Linked DNA regions of Mus musculus: region 2 is linked to region 1. Evidence: chromatin contacts called from public HiChIP or PLAC-seq data. All regions are on one chromosome and are shown on one strand. Each heading gives the region's core, a stretch centred on a gene start, on an enhancer-like site or on the middle of the called end of the contact. The rest is flanking DNA. Distances are from core to core; before and after follow the strand shown.

Evidence for each region. HiChIP or PLAC-seq counts read pairs in DNA pulled down with a chosen protein or histone mark.
Region 2: an H3K27ac HiChIP or PLAC-seq map of thymic regulatory T cells shows a contact between it and region 1, with 3 times the contacts expected there. The contact joins two enhancer-like sites. A contact is called at or near these places in 1 of 15 datasets of contacts at CTCF or cohesin (the NIH/3T3 cell line), 2 of 484 Hi-C or Micro-C datasets (nephron progenitors and uterus), 2 of 115 datasets of contacts at active chromatin or transcription factors (regulatory T cell precursor and thymic regulatory T cells) and 1 of 9 other capture datasets (liver).

The regions. Positions count from the first base shown.
Region 1 is chr12:73,199,646-73,206,603 of GRCm38.p6, forward strand. All of the region lies in intron 6 of Mnat1 (menage a trois 1), which reads left to right. It also overlaps the pseudogene Gm51250. Among named protein-coding and RNA genes, the nearest start is that of Gm23910, 57 kb to the left of the region's middle. Within about 2 kb of position 2,101, at least 124 of the 459 cell types and tissues checked have an H3K27ac peak or open chromatin away from gene starts, as enhancers often do. A contact at or near this core is called in regulatory T cell precursor and thymic regulatory T cells, where this site is marked.
Region 2 is chr12:73,492,942-73,500,360 of GRCm38.p6, forward strand. It overlaps Gm34080 (a long non-coding RNA gene), which reads left to right. Exons shown (of 4, transcript XR_381684.3): 3 at 6,966-7,419. Gm34016 (a long non-coding RNA gene) reads right to left here. Exons shown (of 4, transcript XR_381683.2): 3 at 851-934. Among named protein-coding and RNA genes, the nearest start is that of Gm34016, 13 kb to the right of the region's middle. Within about 2 kb of position 1,445, at least 20 of the 459 cell types and tissues checked have an H3K27ac peak or open chromatin away from gene starts, as enhancers often do. A contact at or near this core is called in regulatory T cell precursor and thymic regulatory T cells, where this site is marked.

The sequences.
Region 1 (6,958 bases), core at 851-3,350:
TAGTTCTTGTCCTAAGCACATGGAAATACTTTGCACATTTGAGAATTTTGAGCTTCTACCGTAAATCACTCATATAACAGAAACACAATTAAATTATTCTGTTGGGACTTTTCGTTTGTGGTGCTTCCTTTGTCATAAGTAAATAATTTTCTTCTTTCAAATCATATTCTTGATAATATATTTGGAGCATCAAAAGCACAGATTTAAATTGGGTAGTACAGCTAATATAAATAATGATTTATTTATCTAACATTTCCTTGTTATTCATAGTTTTTTGCTATAAAAATAAATGTTATTACTGGGAAGAGACTTAATATATTTACTAAAAGTCAATGTAATGAATTGTTTACAACTACCTGTGTTCCTAGATTTCATGTATATTAATTGGTATAATAAGTTTTAAGACTAGAAACCATGTTCTAGTGTTGAGTGCATTTGCATGTATATATGCAATATGGGCATTATTAATCACCCCACTTGTTATTGATGTGTTCACTAAGTACAAGATATAGGGGGAAGGCAGAGTGAAAGTACAAGCCTGCACGTTATTTGTTTAGCTATGTTTTATTTTAGCAGTGTGTCTCTTGTGTCGAACAGGTTAAGCATGAGAGAGATCAGCCAAGACTGGATCCAGGACCATCCCTTTCTGAACAAGTCTATTGTGCATGGTAGTAGGTCCTGCATTGCTGTGCTGTGCATGGTAGTAGGTCCTGCATTGCTGTGCTGCACACAGCTCTTTTGAATGAAGATTATTGGCATTGATAAGGCTTTGTAAAATAATTTTTTAAATTCCAAATTACTAATTTTAGTTTAGGGATTATAGCTGCAGATGTAATTACAATTTCTGATACAAGCTCAGTGTTCCTGGAAATGGTAAGTGATTACACTTCTTCTTGGCTATTTCAAGTTCTAGAAGAGTTCCACTACCCTTTCCTCAAAGGTTGTCAAGCTAGTTCCTTGTGTCCTACATGGTAACGAATTGTACATTTCTCATAGGAGCATCTGTGTTGGGAATGAGAAGTAGTAGAGAATAATTAGTCTCATTTTTTTTTTTTAGTCGGATAGTACAAGCAGTAGAACCTGAACCCCCATTTATAGAAGACAGAGTTGTGATGGCCATACGGCTTCACAGTCACATTGTGCGGGTTCAGATTCTGGCGCTGTGACTTAAAGCCTATGGGACCTGACAGATAACCTTGGTCATCTTTACACTGTACCTTGCAGTGTGCTGTTCATAGGATCCTTTCCATATCTTATTTGGCATTACTGTGTTGGAGGATTAAACCTCTTAGTCCTGTGTTTTGAATGTCTGAAGAAGTGTTTCAGAGTGTAGATAGTCTAAAATGAGCTGGACTCAGAGATGAAAGAATGTAATCTTAACATTGCTGTATTTGAAGCACTTTTCAAACCCAATGGTAACTACTGCTAATATTTGTATATCATGCTAACTTAGTGATAAATTATGTAAACTGTACATATTCTAAAATACCTATTTAGATCTTCTGCAGTGTTCTTGTCTGTACCTGAAATTTATGTTTTTGAAGTCTTTATAACAGCAGACTTAAAAAAAAAAGGCTAGTGTTTGATTGATGCCTCCACATGACCTGTTGATCTGTAACATGATGGAAAATGCTTTTGTTAACAGTGCTAATTGATACAAGTGAGTTAGTTACATTCATGATTTAAGTAAAAGATGTACAAAATTTAAAAAAATGGTTATAGAATCTTAAGCTTTTTAGAGAATGGAGGGAAGGGAGAACCTTTTGTTCTAAGTTGTAAATAGATTAACAGTGTCACAATCTTTTATAAACTATTAGTGAGTTTATAAGTCATTAAATGATATAAAATAACATTTTATAGATAATTGGAATTGTAAAAGTAAGTCTGTTACTTAATTTTTTCTGGAATTTTCTGCTAAGAAGATATGGTCTGGTTAAATTCATAATGAGACTAACTGCAGTCTGGCAATCCTTTAGAATTGCTGAAAACAAAAAAACAAAACAAAACAAAAAAAAAACCCCAAGAATGCAAAGTATGTCAGCGCCTCAGATGACCTCAGGGTTTAGAAATAGCCTTGTTTTCTTGAGTGAAATACTAGAGTTAGAGAGGCTGCATAAGCCTTCCTTCTCTTGTCCTCTGTGGCAGTGTTCACTGATGCCAAAGCAAGGACACGTGTCTCTGCTGTCAGAATCATGTCTTATGAAACAGGAAGTCTAGGTCTGCTTTTCTGAGACACTGTGGTTTTATGCCTTAATTAGATATGGAGAATTTTGTCTGTGTAACGTAGATTTTTGTCTCTGACTGTTGAAGGGAATTTTTGTTTTGTTTTGTAGTCTGGTGCTTTCAATTGCTAGGTCTGAAAATGTACTTAGAAGATTTGTTTAGAGACAAAGAGAGGCACATCTGTAGACTTGAGTGCTTTGCTGGTAGGTTGTGAGTCTTTAGCCATGCACAAAGACAGATGAGAGAATCAAATAAATAATAAATAAATCAAATAAATAGAAGAGAGATCATTAAAGAGAGAATCAAAAATTGAGAGGTTAGTAAGATTGTAGACGATCTTTCCTAGCCTGTCAAGTTCTGAGAGTCCTTGGAGTTTGTTATTTCTAGGCCCTGAGTTAGCCCTGGTTTTCTGTACTCTTCCAAGTTCTCATCTCAGGGAGCCTGATTCTGCTTTCATTAAGCCATGCTGAAGAAATGGTAGTGTTCTGTGTTAGTCTTTTTCTTTTTTTAAAAGGAAATTATGAGGATAAAATATATAAAGATAATTTCTATTGGTAATTAGAATACACAAATTTGAAGAAAGACACAATAAGTAAATAATCCTTAGTCTGTTTTAAAAAGAACTATTTTATATATTGCTTAAGAAAAATCATTTTATAAATGTTTTTTAAAAAATATCAATAATGAAGTAACTAAACCTAGGTGTTTATCAAATAAAACCATACAATTCCATTTCTCCCTTTTTTTTTTTTTTTGTTAAGAAAATTTTTGTGGTTTTATTGTATCATGAGGCATTGAAACATCTGAACAAATCAATATCTGGGCGGTTGGTGAGGCAGCTGCTTTCTCCTTAACTTCTTTGAGTTACTAGAGCAACTTGTCAGTAGATTAAAAAACAAAACAAAATAAAAAATAAAACAAAAACAAAACCCGACCATCGTTTGCATTACTTAAGTCTTTCCAAGGCATGCGCTGGTACAACACAAACTTCCTGTCAGATGCTACTAGTCTAGCATCCAAACATCATGCACAACACCGTGGTGACAGAAGTGCCCTGCACCCGCTCCCGCCTCGGCCCTGCTCGTTTGTGTATGATATTTGGAGCATGCTGATGATGCAGCTATCTGGTGTAGGCTGGTGGTCCTGCGCCGTGATGCTATGCTGAATTTTCTGGAACGGAAGGCTAGATAGCTTCTTCACAATGGCAGCTTTCCCCTGGAACTGCTGTCCTTCCCACGTAAGGCATGATGCATCAATATAAATTGTGCCTAGTTGGGTTCTGTCGTTATCAAATAACTGGTAGTAATGCTGAATAAAGCTGGATCCAGTCTGCTCCCAAACTGGCTTGTCTCCCATCCTGGAGTCACCCACCTCTGAGACCCGTGGGGCTGGCACGATGGCGGCAGCGGCGGCGGCAACCCCCCATTTCTCCCTCTTATATCTTCTTGAAGTCAGGAAGTTTTTCTTGTGGCACATTGAGGTTGTGGCTTAAGATCAGGGAGCATAATAGGATTCATAGTGGCAGGAGGAATTGGAGGATCTAGGGCTACCCCGTTGTAGGGACATACAGGGCCTAAGAAAGGCATTAGGTTCTAGATTGGGACTGCAGAGGACAAAATGAAAAAAAGAAATCAAAAGTTTGAGCATTTGAAAGCCTTGCCTGAGTACCAGCCATGCTCCTAAGAAAGAGAAAGCAAAGTTTTCTTTGATTTCCCTCTGTATTTTGCCCAGAGCCCAAGACAAAATTAAAGATAATTAATGTACTTTATATGTTGTCAGTCTGGGATCACACTATCTACCATTAATAATGTTCCTTCTACAGGAAGATAGTTTGAATGTCATTATAAACAGATCCCACCCCTTTTTGCCTTTTTTTTGGGAGGGAGGAAGGAAGGGAGGGATGATAGGTTTTTGCTAAGCTGTCTAGGCTGTCTAGGCAGTTTGTAACCCTGACTGTCTTTAAACTATCTATGCTCTCACCTCACCTCTGCACTGGAAATATTATGAGCCTGTAACACCATGTCAGGCTAGTCTACAAAACATTCTATAAAGGTTGCATTAGATATATTGATGATTGTCTGCAGTGATTGTATGTGTTTGGATATTGAATGACAATATGGCATGAAAGACCCTCCTCCTCATGATGATGATGATGATGTAGCACTGATAATAAAGGGTATTTTGTTGCCACTTTGACACTGCTAAATCCTTTATATTTTATTTGCTTTCTTAAATATACTTATAAGCAAAACTGAGACTTAATAAAAGTCCCTGTTCATCTTTGTTCAGAGCATACATTTCATGATGACCTTTGGGATTGCATAGGCTCCCCCATCTCTGTCTCTCTGTCTCTCTCTGTCTCTCTCGCTCTGTCTCTCTCTGTTTTGCTCTCTGTCTCTCTCTCTCTCTGTCTCTCTGCCTCTCTCTCTGTCTCTCTCTCTCTGTCTCTCTCTCTCTGTCTCTCTCTCTCTCTGTCTCTCTCTCTCTGTATTGTACATGTGGGGGCCAGTAGATGTCAGATGTCTTCTTCTAATTGCACTCCACCTCAGCTTTTGAGACAGTTTGTCACTGAACTTGAAGCTAACTTATTTCAGCTAGACTGGCTGGCTCAGAGAACCCCCGGGGTTCTTCTCTCAGTCCCCTCCGTTCTCAGTGCTTGGGTAGTTTCCTGGTGCTGTGCATATTACTCATGGAACCATTTTCCCAGTCAAAAGTCTGTATTTTTAATATTGCATTATTTTAAAGACACATGTCTATGGAATGCCATAGGCAAGTAGACAGTAGACTTAGTTTCTTCCTGGAAAGAAGATATATTGGTAAAGCTATTTTGGTGTGAAGAATCAAAGCAAGTGAAGGAAAAATTGCTTCTACAGCCTTATTGGTTGAGTTCCAGGACAGTCAGACACCCTTGTTTCAAAAAGCAAGTTGGATGGAGTCTGAATAGTGACACCCAGATTGATCTTTGGTCCCCACACATATGCCATACATGTAGATACACCCATGTATGTACATGAGAGAACACACACACACACACACACACACACCCCTCCAGTTTTTCAGACCAGTTTTTGAGTCATTTTATATATGTTTGGTTTGTTTTATGAGTATCAATATTTATGTTGTTCTATATAGAATAGATTCATATTGTGAATATTTCAGGTGAATAATAATTTTCTTATATACTTAATTTTTTCAAGTTGTAATGCCCATAAAATACTTAAAATTTTTATTATTATTTTTTATTTCTGAGGTTATAATATAACTGAATCATTTCCCCCTCCCCCTTTCCTTCCTCTCTCCTGTGAACCTCCACTTGCTCTCTCCCAAACTCATGGTCTCTTTGTCTTCAGTTGTTGTCACACATACACAGATGGGAAACCACTTAAAGTTAATACTTTTATTCTCGGAGAGCCCACATTTTCTAGAAAAGGTGTTGTTTTGGTTTAGTGAATGACAAATGGCCCAAACTCCTAAAGTTTTAATTCCCTGGAGGGAGACAGAATAGAGATAGAAACTGCTGGAGAAAACTTTTCTAAAAGCTGAAATAACAATGGTAAACTAATGAAAGGGGTTTCTTCTTTAGCTGGAGACAAAGTATATTTGGTGCTGTTTGTGAATGTGCCTAGTTTACTTGCTAGGGAACCCCTAATTCCTACAAATGTCCTTAGCTTTTTTTTTAAACCACAAAATAATTTAATAGTAAATTATTTAAAAATGTACTCAGAAAAGCATTACGGGTACTTTCCAGTTTGTATACTTGGTGTTAACGCGAATATTGAAATGAAATAGTACAGCAAGGACATGCCCACTTGACTCAGCGTCACTCAGAGTCTAAGGTGTTCAGCCACTGAGAGGCCAGTTGGAACTTGACTTTGAGGGTAGATCACTTCTGCCGGCATGGGAGGTTTGCCCGTTTGTCCTTACTTCCTATCTTTTTACAGCAAGGCAGTACTTTTTGCTAGATCAATGATCAAGTGTGGTAATTCCTGTTATTAGAGAATAATCAGTTCCCGAGGAGGAGCCGCTGAGGATGCTCTAAGCTGAGGTACAGAGTGTGTGGAGGCTCACAGGAGAACCACTCCCAAAGGAAAGTCAGAAAGAATGGAAAGTTTCTGGTTTTTAAAAGACCAATGAGTGATGTGAGATTAAAAGCAGTAACAAACAAACCTATTTTCTTATCGTGTAGTCTGTAAAGCACAGGGCTAGAAAAGTGATTTTATCGCCTTTACCTTGTAAAGACAGCAAGGCTGGTAATTGTTTGAGGATCTGAGGATTAAGAGTGCTACTGCTTCGAATGTATGTTAAGTGACTAATTTTCACAATCTTTAGTACATAGCTTTGTGTGCTAGCTTTTTCCCAATGTCAAATGAATCTTAATATGTCTTGCAATTAGTGACAAATAAGAAACATTGTAATTAAGAGACTGTTTCTTTAAAAGCCTTCAAAGGTTGTAAAAGATTAGACTTGGCTATATGTGAAGGATAAATGTTGTGTAAGAATGCCCCTCAGTTCCCCTTGTATAATAAATCTCAGCTGTGTGCTCAGCGAAAGGGCTCAGTGCCAAAGAGAACAGGTTCAACTTGTCTGTGAGGATTTGCACCACAGCAAAGCGCACAACTGCTTTGTAGAGGTCACAGTGGTCACAGGCATGTGCAACAGAGTCAGAGTGGCTTTCAAATCACCGGAGAACCTAGTGCTACTTGCTGTTTAACAATCAGGGTTGACTTCAGGCATT
Region 2 (7,419 bases), core at 195-2,694, 290 kb after region 1:
ATGCTCACCTCACTCCCTACAAGACCTTGTACATTTCTCTAGGCTTAGGAGACCTTTCGCTGCTGAAGGCCTGGCTCTTGAATGTCACATGGTAGTGCTGGCTAAACTCTGAGGAGGAAATGAAACTCCTCATTAGTTCTGTAGAACCTGGTGCTACAAAACCAAGCAGCAAAGACCTGGAATGAGATTGTAGGTACAGGCTACTCTGGCATTTAAAGGTGTTGAGCCTGCCATATCTTGGAATGCTGTGGACAGCATGTCTCTCGCTCCAGGCTTTGTCCTCTATCTGGAGTAAAGGGTGTTGAGACAGACTACAGTTGTGAAAATTCATCAAAACTATACTTTAGATTCGTGCCTTTTACTGTAAGTGGCATCTCAGGAGAGGAGGGATTGAGGGAGATGGAATATTGATGATGATACTGTCCTTGGTACATCTTTGTGTGTGTGTGTGTGTGTGTGTGTGTGTGTGTGGTTTTGGGGATAACATCCGCCAAGGGCTATGTATACTATGCAGGTGCCTACCACCAAGCTCCAGCCCTGGTACTCTGAGTTCACTGGTTATCTTTGCGGGTTGGGGAACTGAGAGGTTTGTATCTAGACCCTCTTGAGTGCTAGGCAGGTGCTCTGCCACTGAGCTAAATCTTCAGACTCCTTTTCTGTTTTTACATTGAGACAAAAATCTCACTAAGTTCCCTAAACTGAGGCCCATCTAGGTCTCTGACGTGACTGGGAATTCAGTGGCTTGTGCCCCCTGCATCTGGCCTTCTCTATGTGGGTTCCATGCATCTTTCTGATTTCACCCACGTCACCTGAGGCTCAATGGCAGCGCCATCACCTTTCCCCTTCTCACCTGTGAAAGGCCATCCTGTCAGAACCTTCTCTGCGGCTTTGAGAAACATTTAGGGTAAAGTCAAAGGGAAGGCTATCATGACATCTGAAAGAGTAAAAGATCCAGACTTGTAATCCTAGCTACTCTGGAGATGGAGGCAGGAGGATTGCCACACCATGGTCTGCCTGGGCAAGTTCAAAGGCAACCTGGGGGACCAAGTGAGACCCTGTCTCAAAAGAAAAAAAAAATTAAAAACAGACTGGCTACGTAGATCAATGGTAGAGCACGTGCCTAGCATGCACAAGGCCCTAGATTCAACACCCAAAACTGAAACTAAACAAAACAGAAACCACGGGTTTCTCCCTAGCCTCAGAGGCAGACGTCTGTCCACATCCACAGGTCTGCTCTATCTATGTGGGCATCTCGGCGGGCAGCCTCTGAGCGCAGGATCTGCCTCCTTGACCTTCTCATAGAACGTCTGTTCTTTCAAACGCCTGTCAGGCTATAGCAGATATTACAAAGCTTGCACGAAGGCAAATATAGGGCCTGCCTTGGAGCCGTGCAAAGGCTGAGCTTTGATTTTATCTTCTGTTGGTTTCCTCAGCATAGCTAATGCCATGTTTCTGGTCAATAGACATGAAGGTGGAACTGCTCTGAGCAGGTCCGAGCCGGTCCGTTTCATCCCGTGGCCTGCTGACCTTGACGGCACTTTCATGTCCATTCATAGAGAGTTTACTGTAAAATGAAATTAAAGCAAACTGGATTCTCTCCAGAAAGGCAACGCTGGAGATATCTATGAGCGGGGAAATGCATCTACTGTACTCACTGCAGACTTCCCGAGCTCCCAGCCTCCCTCTCTCCTCTCACCTCGAACCCTCTCCTCCAGCTCTGCAGTGCAGATGGGAGGGGAGGGGAGGGGAGGGGAGGGGAGGGGAGGGGAGGGGAGGGGAGGGGAGGGGAGGGGAGGGGAGAGGAGAGGAGAGGAGAGGAGAGGAGAGGAGAGGAGAGGAGAGGAGAGGAGAGGAGAGGAGAGGAGAGGAGAGGAGAGATACCATGCGTGCCTATAGCCAGCCCTCCATCATCACCTCATAGCTTCAGGTCAAACGTCCTAGTCCTTTTTAGATGAACTTTAGAAGGAAACTCATTCCTCATCTTTCACACATTTCAAGATGTCTGCATTTCAGCTGAGCGCAACCCTCACAGCCACATAATAAACTATCCTCCTGCCCCCAGAGTTTAAAGGGAAAACCGAGTGGGGGTCCAAAGCATCTGTGGGTAGATGCAGTTTGGCATCTTAATAAATGTCTTAAATTTTTTTGAGTGGAACCTTGGCTTTTGTCTGTAAACCCTCGGGGGTAAAATGTGAACCCATTTCCTCACCGAAGAAATGTCACAGCACTTGACAGGCTGGGTTCTTTGATCCTCAAACATTGTGCCCCTCTGTGCTCTGTCTGTCCTTCCTTGCCGCCCCCCTCCCCAACCTAACTGAGGCTTTGTAACCTGATGCGCTATAAAGAGCATTTTCTACAAGGGTACAAAGTGATGTCCTTGCTTAATACTAAAGCTGTCCACCCATCGCCCTCGTCCCAAGTCCCGTCCCCTCCGAAGGCATGCACCATAAGGCTTGGCTGGCAGGCACGGAAGCTGGTTCAGCTGTTTTGAATTAGAGGTAGGGGGAGGCTTCTTTGTAATATATGACTTAATCAGTGTTCCTGAAGTAAACAACCCAAACTGAAGCTGGCAAGGACCGCCATTTGGACGACGTAAACCTCCTTTGGCTTTGGAGCAGGGACAGGATGTGGGACAAATAGGTGTGTTAGAGTTGATTGTTACAGATGGGTAGTGGTCCTTGGCCCTCCGTGGGAATGAAATATGGCAGTTGTGTTATTAGAATCCCCAGAGAAAGGACAGGATGCCAAGTTGAGTTTGAGTTCCAAATAGATAACAAATAACCGTTTAATATAAATAGATGACTACATTGCTTGGTGACTACAGAACCAATGAAACTCCAAGGCTGAAGAGGGGATTGTGTTCTTCATGTTATGTCTTTCCACCAAGACAGGGATCTACAAGTTAGGCCTGGTTCTGCCTCCCAGCCCCACGCTCCCAGAAACAAGACACAGACTCTAAATATATTTACAAATACCTTGGCCATATAGCCGGGCTCTACTCTGACTAGATCATAACTAGAGACACCCATTTATTTTAACCTACATTCTGCCACGTGGTTGGCTACCTGTGCTCAGGGACCATGTGTCAGTCTGGTCATACCTTCCCTAGGGAAACTCCTGCTTGGCTCTATCCCAGAATTCTTTCTCTTCCTGGATATTCTACCTCCTATTTCCTGCCTAAGCCATAGGGCATAGGCTTTTTAATTGATAGGTGATGCATCCATACAAAAAAGATATTCTTTCTTCACAAGGTTGGTGAACTTCAACAGGAAAGACTCTATGTGAAAACCCAGCCATGTCTGTGTCTGCTGGTCCATGCTTTCTCCTTAATACAAGATTTCTGTCAATAACACCCCAGCAGAGTTGGCATTAGCCTCACGAGGAAGCAGGCTGTGTAGAGGTGCCACCACCCCACAAAACAGAAAGGCAATGCTGTCACCATCCCAGTCAGTTCCATTGCGGAGACCTTAGTTAACCTACTGATTGAATTACTCAATGATGTCACCCAGAGGAATAACATCCATTGTTAAAATGGAAAAAAAAAAGCACTCAAAAATAACATTTGAGTTGTTACGATTTCTCCAACTGTAAATTTTAGGGAATTGTGTTATGTGTTTCAACTTTATAGTGAAGGTTCCTTATAAATCATGATTGTCCTCTCTGTTGCTGAAGGGCCACATAGAAAACAGCTCCTGAGAAAGTATGTGGAGATGTCAGAGCTGCCATGGTATAGTAGCGAGGAGGGAGTGTAAGGCTCAGAGAGGTTGTAATGTGGATTTACTGTGTAAGATTCGAGAACCTGCGTCCTCGCTGAGCCCTTGGGAAGACTCAACTACATTCTCACTGTGGAGTTGAGGAATGTGTTGGTATAGGAGCATGAGGATTTCTGAGCTCAGTGAAATAGTGAGAGATGCAGTGTAGAGTTAGAACATTCTAGAAAGACCCACAGTCCTGGAACAGCACCACTTCCTCTGTCCTAGACTATTTTCTACTCTAAAAAACATGGTGGTTAAATTATGAAAACTAGAGAAATCTTTTTTTTAAAGATTTATTTATTTTATGTATATGAGTACACACTGTAGCTGTACAGATGGTTGTGAGCCTTCATGTGGTTGTTGGGAGTTGAATTTGGGACCTCTGCTTGCTCCGGCCCAAAGATTTATTTATTATTATAAATAAGTACACTGTAGCTGTCTTCAGACGCACCAGAGAAGGGCGTCAGATCTCATCACAGGTGGTTGTGAGCCACCATGTGTTTGCTGGGATTTGAACTCAGGACCTTCGGAAGAGCAGTCAGTGCTCTTAACCGCTGAGCCATTCCTCCAGCTCCCTAGAGAAATCTTTTTAAGCTCACAGTTCTGATGGTTAGAGACTCCATGACAGTGTGACACCAGCTGGGGAAGGCCTCTTTGCTGCCACACAACACAAAGTGGTGGTGGTGGTGATGATGGTGAGCCACAAGATGAGATGGCTCATATGCATCAGACAGAGCCTGCTTTTATAACCAAGCCACTCTCAAGATAACTCCTATTAATTGACAACTCCATAGACATATAAATCTACAGGTGAGGGCAGAGGCCCCATCCCAAGGTTGCCCTTCTCAACAAGCTGCACTGGAAACAAAGCTTCCAACGGATGAATTTTTCTAGATTATATCCAAACTATATCACCACCTGCAGTCAAATGCCAACTGCCTACTGCATGCGAGTCACCTGGAGAATGAGTCTCTAGGTGGCAAATACCCAGATTATCCTCATGCCTCTGTTGGGCCACTGGATCCTCATAGTAATGGAACCCAAGAAGAGGACTTTTTGGATCAGCCCAACCAGAGATGTAGCAAGCATACACAACAGGAAGGAAAAAGTTCTAAGTTTTTCCAATGAGACCAAAGGAAGGAAACACATACACACACACACACATATGCATAGCACTCATACACTCTTAGACACCTGCAACTGGCCCGCTAGGAAGGACAGAGAATTTGAGAAATCCACTGGGGTCCGAGGGAAGGAAATCCTTACACCAGAGGGAAGGCAGAGATACTAAAAATCCAGGTTAGAGTTTCTAGAGATATAGCCAAGGCTGGAATCATGACCCACAGTTTGTGGGATAAAGCTGGGAAGACCAGCACCACACAGAGGGACCTCAGAAATGGCAAGAGAGGACATTATAAGGCATTGCAGAGGGTGACCTGCTGACCTGGAAAATTCATAAGGAAAAGGTAGACATGCTAAAAATCAACATGGGAGGAGGCAAGAGCCAAGCTGGGTAAAAACTAACATATTATGGGGAAAACAGGAAAGAAAAGGATTAAAGTTTAAAAAGATGAACATGGAGCAGGCAAAGATACATAATTTAACATTTTATTCTTATTTATTCCTGTTCCCACATTTTATTGTATTTTCCTGGCAGGCGGCCGGCTCTCTGGTAAATCTGGAGGAGCGGGAAGGGTTGGCAGAATAATGTGGCTATGGGGATTTGAATCTTATTACTTGGTGCTCCTAGAGTTGGGTAGACGTTCATAAAAATTACATGCTATAGTGGCAGGTCATTTTTTATAAAAATGAATCCTGAGCTTCAGATTTAGGACAAAGGTGAGGGTTTCAGATGAGTCAGAAGCGCTGGGAGAAAGCGCGGGCAAGCGAGGCGCTGCCTGGCAACCACTGGATCCCAGAGCCAGACGGCCTGGTAAAACGTCCTAACAGAGAGGCTGCTGAGACCCTCTGATGGTGGCAGGCACTTATTTCTTGTAAATTGCCTTTGGATGCTTAATTCTCCCAGAGGACTCCCTACTGAGGCAACGTTATGGGGCTCACAGGCTTAGATGCTTAGACATCTTCAGTGTCGGTCTGTCTTTTTCCTCTAGTCTCCTAGTGCTCAGCTTCCTCTTCCACTCTGTTAGCCCTTTAGCCCTTTAGCCCTTTAGCCCTTTCTCTCTCTCTCTCTCTCTCTCTCTCTCTCTCTCTCTCTCTCTCTCTCTCCATCTTAGGAAAGTTTCGAGCCATCTCCCTTTTCTATCACCCCCCTCTCCACTCCATCACGGTCTTTGCTTCTTCGTGAGCGGAACGGGACCTAGGAAGGCAGTGCCCATTTGAGGCCTGACCTGCTTCTGCTCCCATCTCTCCTGCCCTGATTCATCCTGCTCTCCAGGGATGGAGCTGGTGCCCCCAAACATACTGGCAGAGCACAGCTGCCTTTGAAACGACTTTTAGTTCCCCTCTTTGCCATCCCCTCCAGTTCATAATCCTCTCTCCTCCCTTTCCCCTTCTCTCCCCCCACCTTCTGCTTTCTTCCTGCAGCGAATCCTTGGATCACCTACTTAAGCACTGACCCTGTGGGAGAAGGAAGGGTTTCAGGTGTGGCCTCTCCCAAGTGACTTTTTGCTAAAAGGTGACTTGGGAGGATATTTGTAATCCAAATGGTCCCCAGAGGTTGCCCTCGGGTGCTGCTTCCTCATTATTGCCAAGTTCTCTGGGGCAGAGGGCAGTTACAGCACTTCTTCCCATGCTCTGCCTGGTCATGCCCCTGTCTCCACAGCGTGGTGATGCCCGCCTTCTGAAAACTAGGTTTGTAAAGTGTTATTTTCTTCCTTTCTAATTGGAGAAAAGTTGTCAGACTGGCCCTGAGCCTCCCCATAGATACAGACTTTACTACACATTGTTTCAACTATGAAATTAATGCCTAGAAAATGGTCCTCGTGATCTCTTTGAAATGATTCCTGACTGTTCTGCACCTTAGTTTAGTTCTGCTTAGTTGGTTGGATTCATTTTTGTCAATCAGCAAACCAGACCAGAGGAGAAGCATCTTCAATACTCATATCCTTGTGTGTGTCTTTTTCAAGACAACCTGTGGCATCTTAGCCCAGAGTTCCCTCCTCTACACAGGCTTTAGAAGACAAAGAGCAGCCTCATGTCTTCTGTATTAAAATTATTGCACACAAACTGTGCTCTCTCTGGTTTCCACAGGCTAATGTGTCTCCCAAGGATTTTGGCTTCAGACACCATCGATGTGAACTCTCCGGTGTGTGAATTACCTGAGCGCTGGATGGCTGCCTCATGGGAATGATGGTTGCATCAAGCATTCTAGCTTCACCTTCAGTACTGCCACAAGACAGTCTGTCAACAAAGGCTGTTTACCTCATATTGGATAAGCAGTGTTTGAGAAAAATAAACTCTGCATGGACAAAATGCTTTGAGCTTCTTGTATGGACTCTGCCTTCTCTGAAGACCAGAGCTCTCTCATGAGTTCGTGAAATTTGAGCCTCGGAGATTCATCTGTCTAATTAGTTCCTGTCTCTATATTTGATTCCCAGCTGCCAGTTTCACAATCTTAACACTTAAAAGACTTGGAAAACCCAGGAGATATGTTCAGTCTGTCAAAGACACCCTAAAATCAAAACAAACAAACAAACAAACAAAC